Regions from separate parts of the Sander lucioperca genome. Here region 2 is linked to region 1. Evidence: chromatin contacts called from public Hi-C data. All regions are on one chromosome and are shown on one strand. The core of a region is the stretch at or near the end of the contact, and the rest is flanking DNA. Distances in the headings are between cores, read along the strand shown. Region 1 holds the start of gramd2aa (GRAM domain-containing protein 2A). Region 2 holds the start of trip4 (activating signal cointegrator 1).

Region 1 (5,115 bases), core at 2,423-4,922:
GGTGCTCTTTGGGTGCTTTTATATAGACCTTAGTGGTCCCCTAATACTGTATCTGAAGTCTCTTTCCTGAAATTCAGCCTTGGTGCAGAATTACAGCAACTAGAGCCAGTCCTACAATGAGCTTTACTTAGGATGTGCCATTTCTGTGTCTGTAGCTTTAAATGCTATTGAGGAGGAGAGAGGGGGGGCAAGGTGGAAGGGGGGGGGGGGGGGGCCTTGACCAACCGCCATGCTTCACTCATGATGTCTCTCTCTTTCTCATGGGCGGGCCAAATTCTCTGTGCGGGCAAAGCAGAGAAAGGGGAGGTAGCCTTCCTCCTTATGACATCATTAAAGGAAGATTCCAGATCGGCCCATCTGAGCTTTCATTTTCTCAAAGGCAGAGCAGGATACCCAGAGCTCGGTTAACACCTATCGCCATTTCTAGCCACTGGGGGATCATAGGCAGGCTGGGGGAACGCATATTAATGTTAAAAAAACCTCATGAAGTGAAATTTTCATGCCATGGGACCTTTTTAAGTGAAAACTAAATGGTAAAACAGACTGATTTTTCAGGCTATTGTTCATTGTCAGAAGGGCAGAAATGTCTCTGGTGCTTCGCTTGCTTGTGTGGCTTCACCATAACACATTCACCTCGGGACAGTTAGCATGGGTTTCTAACCAGTGCGGCTAGCTTTGGATTTAACTGGGCCAATTAGTCTGATACCTCAGACGCCAGCTTTCTCTGTTCAGTTGCTGCCTGTGCAGTTAGGTCATGACCCAAAAAAAAAATCTTTCAGCTGTTACCAGAACAGACATGAGCCAATCAGATGCAGACAATGAACTGAAATAAAAACAAAAACAAGGGAGAGCCCTTGAAAGACTTGGAGCAAAAGCTAACATGGTTAAACCAAGTGAAATGGCACCTTGATCACGCACATATGACAGAAGTAAGGGGGCTCAAAGTTCAGCTGAGAAGAAGCATGTTGCTCTAGGCTTGCCTTTTGGATCTCAAGCTGGTGGTACCACTCTGTAAATTCACTTTAAATCCACAGAAAGAAAGCGACAGTCAACATGGTTCTGTTCTAGCAGAGGACCATCATGGCTTTAAATTACAGTTCTCTTGTGCCTCAGGGGTTGTAAGTGAAATTCTATCCAGATGCTCTTTGCATCGATTTTGAGAGGGCTTCTGTTTATGGGTGTGGGGGGGGGGGGAAAAGCACATTCTCTGCTCTGAGCTGGGTGTTCTGTTGTAGTGGTTTCATTCATAAATGACAAATTGGCTCAGGATAGGGACTTGTTAAAGGATTTACGCCACACCATGCTGTTGCGGGTTGTGAACGGTCTTTACGTTCCTCTGATGCATTCTAATCAGAGTAGAATATTGACCATGTCATTCAGTTTGTATTGATTCTGGTTTTTACACTTTTAATGTTCCCATTGTTGTTTTTTTTGTTCTCATTAAATACTGTATGTGATCAAGTCCACCAGTTAATCTCACATCTAATACCCTCTGAAGTTGGATGTTAGCTGTTTGTTGAGACACTGCTCATGATTGTGAAACTGCAGCAATTCATTTTGAGGTTCACGGACATTCCCAGTAAATAAGTTGCCAGTTTCTTGTCCCACGGAAGTTTGCAAGATGGGTTTGTCTTTTGACTTTTTTGCGCATTTTGAAGAAGAATGGCTGACATGAAAAAGCTGAATGTGGTGGTGTTTGACTTGTACTTAATCTGTAAGGGTAATCTAGGCAGCTGTGATGTTGTCATTAAAGTCAGTGGGTTTTAGTACCAGCAGACTGCATACAGTACATATAGTTTTATCAGACAATGGTTGTGACAAGTGCATTTGTTCTCTCTCTGAGAGTAGTAATGTTATCTCAGTAGTAAGCAAAGCCCAGTGAAAAATCATATATACTGAAATGTATGAAAAGCCAGAAAAGTAATGTTTGCTATCAACATATTGGAAAGTGCTTGGCTCTTGTATTTTGCAAGACTGTATTTGTTTCATGGTGAAGAGTATATTTATTGGCCAGCAGTTGTCTCAATTGGTGCCTAGTTGAACATTCTTCTGTGAAAACACAGAGACACTTGCTCGTTCTGTCCTTTTACCGACCCACCTGCTGTCACACACCCCCCCCCCCTCCTCCCTTTCCTACTCCCCCTCCCCCCAGAGTACCAGTTCTGGTGCTTGCAAGGATGTTTACAATGTCTTCATTTTCTTTGTGTGAGAAATTCAGAACGCTTCACCCCTCACCTCCTTTTTCCCTCCCTTCAGGAGTTTGTGTAAAGTGTACATTGCCATGGTTCTTTTTTATACAATACTCTGTAACTTGCCTTTGTAAATTTGGGCTGGAAAAAAATAAATCTTTTTATGAGACAATCTGTCCTGGGAACTGTTCAATGGCTTCTGCTCTGTGGATGCTGTGGAATCGAGATAATGCTGTCAAAGGATGCCAGCTGCAACTTCTTTGTGCAGGTGTTACCTTCAAAGTAATACTTCACTTTACAGAAGGTTTTACTTTACATATAAATTAAGAGTTTGAATTAAGAATTAACAGTTTGCCACACAGGTTCATCTGTGAGTGAGACGTGGACATTCAACCGGTGGTGGTGATGGCGCAGTGGATGTGACTCGTGCCTTTGGTGTGGGAGATCGATTCCCACTGCAATACATCAACCAACGTGTCTCTGAGCAGGACACTTAACTCATAGTTGCTCCAGAGCTCCAGAGCCGTACAACTTCTGACATATATAGTCTGTAAGTCACTTTGGATAAAAGCGTCAGCTAAATGACATGTAATGTAAACTGATTTAAATGTTTTTAGTCTAAAGCCACCAGAACGCAGGAAGTAAGTGTCCAACATTGCTTTTTAATTAATATTTAAAATTGACTATGATGGTGCTAGAAATGCACATTAGAATATGGAAATTGCACTGTGGCATTTGGCCACAGGAGAGCAGTGTCTCTAAAGTGGCCACAGTCGGTCTCAGCTGAATCAAATAGCCTGTTTTAGGGAGTTTTACGGCTGACTAAATTCCTGTACCTGAGCCGGTTTGGTTTAAGACAATATAGGCCATTTGATTTAATACATATGCTGTTCAGGAAACGCTTCACTGCACCTTTGTACGATTTCTCAGATGTTAATCCTGAAACATAATCCGGCATTGTTTACATCCTTGTTTACTAGCTTGCAGTCTGCTCCTTTGCTGCTGCAGCATAGTGTATATCTTGGCATGGGGTACCCTTAAATAAGAGTTTAACCGTGTGTGTCTATGTGTGTGTGTGTGGAGGGGGGAAAGTATTTTTATGTCTTGAAACATTTCTGGGGGGGGATCTTTCAGTGCTCTATATATAATTTTAAATTTAATATCTTTGGATAGATAGAAACAACAAAAATTAGTTGAAAACCTAGTTGTATTTAACTAACTGTTAATTTTAACATACACACTGTAGAAACTGTATCTGCATCTGCTGCGGCATTCACTCCTATCAGTCAGTTAGGGTATTTTTAACTGCCCCTAATGCTCCTGCACTGACAGTGCGCTGTGTGCATTAGCATAATGCAACATCAGTGACAGGGAGCGATTACGCTAGGGATGATTTTGTTGAGTGTAAATGGGAAATCTGATTATCCCTGATGCTCTCAGCTCGGCAGAGGGAGGAGGGCCAGAGAGAGAGAGAACAAGGCTGCCTGGAGGAGAGATTCAGAGGGAAGGAGGGGTTAAGATAGCAATGTGCTGAGCCAATGGCTTTTGCGCAGAGCAGCTGGCTGGCATCAGGACAGGCCGCTCGGAGGAAGGATACCTCGAGAACGGCTCCTCTTCGCTTGCTGTAGGACACTGAGGGTGACTTCCAGGAGGTGTTCATGGGATGCACTATCTACGCTGCCAGCCCTAAGGCCCTGCCCGCCGACGAGGCCCCAGGCCAGGACAGATACTACCAGCTCCCCCACCTCCGCCACCCTCATGGCAACTGCGGTCAGAGGATAGCAGCCAGCAGAGCCAGGTCAGTCAACACCACACAGAAAGTACACTGAATGTTTGGCATGCTTGTCATGAGTTACACTGTTGAGGTGAATCCAGGTAAAAGTAATGGATTCTTAGTTAATGGCTCTTCTTCCATCTCAACCAATCACAGAGCAGAATATGGAGAGAATGAGAGGGATTTTTGAACTGGGCTACATGGGATGTGAATGGAAAAGTAACTTTATCGTTACGGAAATGTCCCTCATGATATGTTTTTTTTTACATTCAGTGTATATCTCTGCGGAAAAACACTTAAAATTTAAAAAAATAAGAAATAAATGAAAATATATATTAATTACAATATAAGAATGAAATATACAAGTAGATATTTCACTGTGAAGACAGCTAAACGAATGTGATGTAATGTTACTCTGAAGTGATATTTTCTTATGTTTGTTTTTTACATTAGCAGTTAGGACGTCCAGTTCGAGTTTGCATTTTGAGGGTTTTTGCTTCCGAGTATCAAATGGGTACATGCATTCAGGATGAATGACAAATGAAAAAGAGAAGGGATGTAAGTCATTACAACGGTTGGTCATTTTGGGCAAGCATACCAGCTAGCTGCATTTGCATCTTTTCTTCTTTGTCAGCAGTTCAGGATATTTGATCATGATTTTCCAGACTTCTTCTCTTTTACATATTATAATTATTTTTGCAGTTTGTTACACCTGCAGTTTGGACGTGATCCACCCATGAATATAAACATACAATAAAACATTAACATTTGACTACTATGTACAGTTATAAATATACATTTATATATATATAAACATTTATATATATATATATATAAACATAATATATATATATATATAGAAATAGAAAACAACAACACAAGTAAATTTCAAATTTGTAAACAGGACAATAGTGCAGAGTGCAAAGGGTGCTGGAATAAACATGGAACGGTTAATGTAACAGGTTGGTAAGTACATATACTCGAGCTGGTACAGTATACAGCGTATTTCGATTTTTATGTGACAGTGATAATATTTACATGTTAAAAACAGTGTCTAAGTGTCTAAACTATAAAGTACAGTATATAATTTACAGGTATGTAACATTTTGGATTGAAATTAAGTCGCATAACAGCTTATACTCTTTAAGGGGG
Region 2 (4,522 bases), core at 503-3,002, 180 kb before region 1:
TTTAACCATACTTAACGCAAAGTTAAATTGAGGACTTCAGGCAAAATGTATAAAAAGTTTAATTTATTCCTACATTATGGTGGTGTAAAATCCATCAGCCTTTGACTTTATATTACACAGCCGAATGGCATATTAAAGAAAAACATCTAATTTTGATCTCTTGTACTGTTTGAAAATGATTTAAAAAAAATACTGGTACTAGCTATATGCTATAATAGCATTGTTTAAGTGGTATAATTTGCTAACAATACATGCAGCTGTGGTTTTTTTATGTGATGTTACCTGTGCATTATTGTTCATTGCAATGCATCTATTCTCAAATCGACTCCATATAAAACACAACAGTTACAGTATCTTGTATTGAAATGTATTTGTGGTATCACATTAATAAGCATATATCCAAAACAGTTATGTGACGTTGTAAGTTGCTTTTCCTATACAAATTATTGTCATACGCATAACGATGTTCTTCCTTGGTCTTACTTATTGATTGTTGCTTATTTTTATTTTATTAATTAAAGAAAACTGTAAGGTCAAAATAATTTTGTATGATGTTTTTGTTGTACTTTGACATTTCACAAATAAATATATTTTTTCTATTTGAAAATGGGGACAACATATAAAAATGTTCTCTTGCTATACAGAACTATGTTTTGTATACCAGTATAACTATACACTGCTGCTCCATCTACATACAAATGATAACATTGACCTTTGCACTGTCAAATTTAATCAGACAATATGTAAAGCACATTGTCATTTTACTATGTATGAAATGTGCTATATAAATACTACTCTGGATAAATAAAACACAAAAATGCTGCAGTACAGCTCCTGTATATTTGTGTGATGAGTCATCAGAATGCCTACATCTAATTTTGTAAAAACTGAATTGCACTGAAAAAGGAAGTTGTTCCAACCAGTTACAGAAAATATAGCCTCGAGACAAGAAATCAATAGTTAAGCAATTAGAGCGCACATCACTTGACCCATTCCACAAATGTCAAAAGCAAATTCCAGATATTTAAACAACAAATAGGACTACAGTACAACTACAGTTGTAAAAAGAAAAATTCTACCAAAAAGAGGTGCACCTGTACAATGTACATGTTGAAATGAAGATGTAGCACAGTGTTTCCCCTTAATGTAAATACAAAAATTAAAAAAAAATCAATCAGTTCTTGCTGTTGCATTTGTAATTGATGCTACTATATTTAGCCTATATGCATTTTATTTTAGGCTGGACTTTAAAATGGGCAAATGCTAGCTAGCATTATCTATTTCGACGTCCACCTTATTATGTAAGAAGTAATTTGGTACTTAATTAAACATTATTGTAAAGTACTAGCTGATGGCGACTGTATTTCACTGCATTACAAAACTGCCACCTAGTGACGGAAATTAACAGTTACACCCAATTACGCACCTACACTGATCAAAATGGTTTATAGTTTCATGAACAGTTGAGACTAACTGGATATAGATATTTATAATGTATCTTCGATCCCTGACAACATAACGGCTCGCTTCTGTTTGAAGTCGTACTAACCTATTTGGCAGGAACCCTACTCCACAGCACGGGTTGTTTCCGGATGGGATTCTCCGATGCCACGCAGTTACTTTGTGTGTGTGTGTGTGTGCCTGTGTTATGTCGCCGACTGGAAACGCATTCATGATTCAGGTTTGGTTTGACACGCCACAACCGATACCTTTGGTTTGAGCTTTGAGTTAAAGTAGTTTTAGTTGGTAAAATGTCAGAGGCTTTGTTGAAGTGGTGTGTGGACCAGCTACACCACAAGTTTGGGTTAGAGGCATGTGAAGACATCGTTCAGTAAGTAATTTTAACGCTAGTTAGCATAAATCTGACAGTTTTAGTGCTGAGCATAGACAGTCTGCCAACAAGCTAACATCTGATAGCTTGGCTGTGCTGTACTGTGATGTAACGTCAACGTTACTGCGTTTAAGTTTTCCAGTGTCTAAATCGATCGTGTGTGTGTGTGTGTGTGTGTGTGTGTGTGTGTGTGTGTGTGTGTGTGTGTGTGTGTGTGTGTGTGTGTGTGTGTGTGTGTGTGCGTGCGTGCGTGCGTGCGTGCGTGCGTGTCCTTAACTTATTACAGTAGCATGACGTTAACGTAACGTTAGACCGTTTGATAGGTGTCTTATATGCTAGCTATGTATTATCGTTAGCTCACGGATATCATTGCTTTTATTCCCTAACTAATTCCCTTATCGCATTTTTCGAGGTGACACATCCTGGGTGATGTAACTTTGTATCCATTTTGTTATTATTATTATTTAAAAAAAAAAAAATATATATATACATACAAAAATGCAAAATAAACGTAGCCATTAATGTATTGATAAAATGTGACATAAATTAATATTTGTGTTTTTATTTGCTTGTTTTCTCCTTTTGTAATCCCTTATTATTTCCTATTGCATTTTCCATTATTTATTAATGTTTCCTTTTATTTTTTTCAAATCTATTTTAATTTTATATTCATTCATTTGTTTATGTATAATTTTTATTCATGTAAATGATCAGATTAAGTTTTGTAAGTGACTTTTGTAATGATTTAAAAGGCTAGGAAACATTATTCAAAATGTTGAATAAGGGAAAACATTTGAAATAAATGGCCTGGTCATTTCTCAGAGGCACAAAAACACCTTGTGTTATTTGCAGGTGCTGGTTAGTTATTATAGGTTATAAATATATATAACAAAATATAGACACACACACTGCTGGTTTGTTCCGGGTTCTTTATTTTTATTTTTTTCTATGTAGACATTATTGACATTGTTTAAACCAGATGTTTTTCAAGTAAAGGTGAAAGTGTGAGCAAACCTGTATAGATGGTTTGTAGAGCTGGGCAATATATCGATATTATATCGATATCGTGATATGAGACTAGATATCGTCTTAGATTTTGGATATCGTAATATCCTAATAATGCTAATAATAATAATAATAATAATAATCATAACTAATATGTGTTGTCTTTTACTGGTTTTAAAGGCTGCATTACAGTAAAGTGATGTCATTTTCTGAACTTACTAGACTGTTGTAACTGTTCTATTCTATCACTTAGTCATTATATCCACATTACTGATGATTATTTATCAAAAGTCTTATTGTGTAAATAGTTTGTGAAAGCCCCAATAGTCGGCGGTATCGATATCGAGGTATTTGGTCAAAAATATTGTGATATTTGATTTTCTCCATATCGCCCAGCCCTAATGGTTTGTGATGAGAAGACATATTTATTTCCTAATTAGATAAGTAAAATTATGGGCAATATATTCATAAATGGTGCTCTTTTGTACAAATGTCTACACATTAAAAGCAAACATGCAAAAACTCTTAAGGAACTTCTTTATCAAAAAGAAAGAGAGAAAAAGTACAGTTCATATCAGGCCTTGAAGTACCCTAAATTGTTGTGAAAAAATCCTAAACGGTAAAGTATGCTTAGCAAAACCCTTGAATATTAATGAAGTAATGAACTAGCAGAACACTACACATTGCTGGAGGCCACACATGTACATAAAGAAGCAGTGTGTAGGTATTTCTTCTTTTGGTCTTTAATGTTTAACATCCACATTGACAATAAATGTTATTAAATGAAATGGTAATTGTGTCATCCTGCTTTCTAGATACATTCTATCCATCGGAAATGCTGACGAGATCGAGGAGTATGTGGGAGACCTCCTACAGGGCACCGATGGGAGAAAAGGACAGTTTATAAATGAGTTCCTCAGCAGATGGAAGAAGACTCAAAGACAGGCCACAGATACCTCAGGTCTTATCCTTCACAAGGAATCCTTTTCTTCACCAGGTAGGCCAATACATGTCTGACGTCTGCCCACTGAATGTATTTTGATTTAGATTGGACATAAAATTCCTCCCAGCCAACTTGATAATACTAGTTTAAGACCGACGCACTTGTCAATTTCCCGTCCAGCGCCCGCGACTAGGATTAGCTTGTGTCTGACAGGGTGGGGTGGCGTGGCATCATGATGGTGGCTCTCCATCGTGATGTCAGCCAGCCATCACGATGGACGATGATATTGTCCATCGGCACAACTAGTTTATGACATAACGCTTCTTCTAGTAAGTGTCATTCGGTTTTTGTCATGACAAGTTATGGTTAGAGTTAGGTTTAGGGTTCATGTGTTCATGACAGTGTCATGTCACTCTTATGTAGATACCTTCAAGTAAAGTGTTACCAAAATGTATGTATGTATGTATGTATATATATATATATATATATATATATATATATATATATATATATATATATGAAATATCAAAGTTTCTCTCAAATGCGTTATCCACATTCTCTGTTGAAGGTAATTTGTTCTACTTGTCTAGATTCACAAGACATGTCCAAAGATACCCAGAAGAAGTCTAAACGCAAGGGCCGTAACAAACAGGAGCTGATGACTGTGAGCCAAACAGAACCTGAGCCAGAGGCAGTCAAAACACCCATTGATCTGATGAGGGTGAGTACACATTGGCCCAAAC

The links. A called contact is a pair of places that touch in the nucleus more often than the background predicts.
Region 2: a contact with region 1 is called in a Hi-C map of muscle, with 4 times the contacts expected there. The contact joins the promoter of trip4 here to the promoter of gramd2aa in region 1. A contact is called at or near these places in 2 of 2 Hi-C or Micro-C datasets (liver and muscle).

What each region holds. Positions count from the first base shown.
Region 1 is chr3:41,906,002-41,911,116 of SLUC_FBN_1.2, reverse strand. It overlaps gramd2aa (GRAM domain-containing protein 2A), which reads left to right and starts at 3,672. Exons shown (of 13, transcript XR_004896970.1): 1 at 3,672-3,987.
Region 2 is chr3:42,084,961-42,089,482 of SLUC_FBN_1.2, reverse strand. It overlaps trip4 (activating signal cointegrator 1), which reads left to right and starts at 1,752. Exons shown (of 13, transcript XM_031290044.2): 1 at 1,752-1,831; 2 at 3,652-3,833; 3 at 4,370-4,500. The coding sequence starts at 1,752. It overlaps LOC116043461 (neuronal acetylcholine receptor subunit alpha-7-like), which reads left to right. Exons shown (of 10, transcript XM_031290147.2): 10 at 1-709.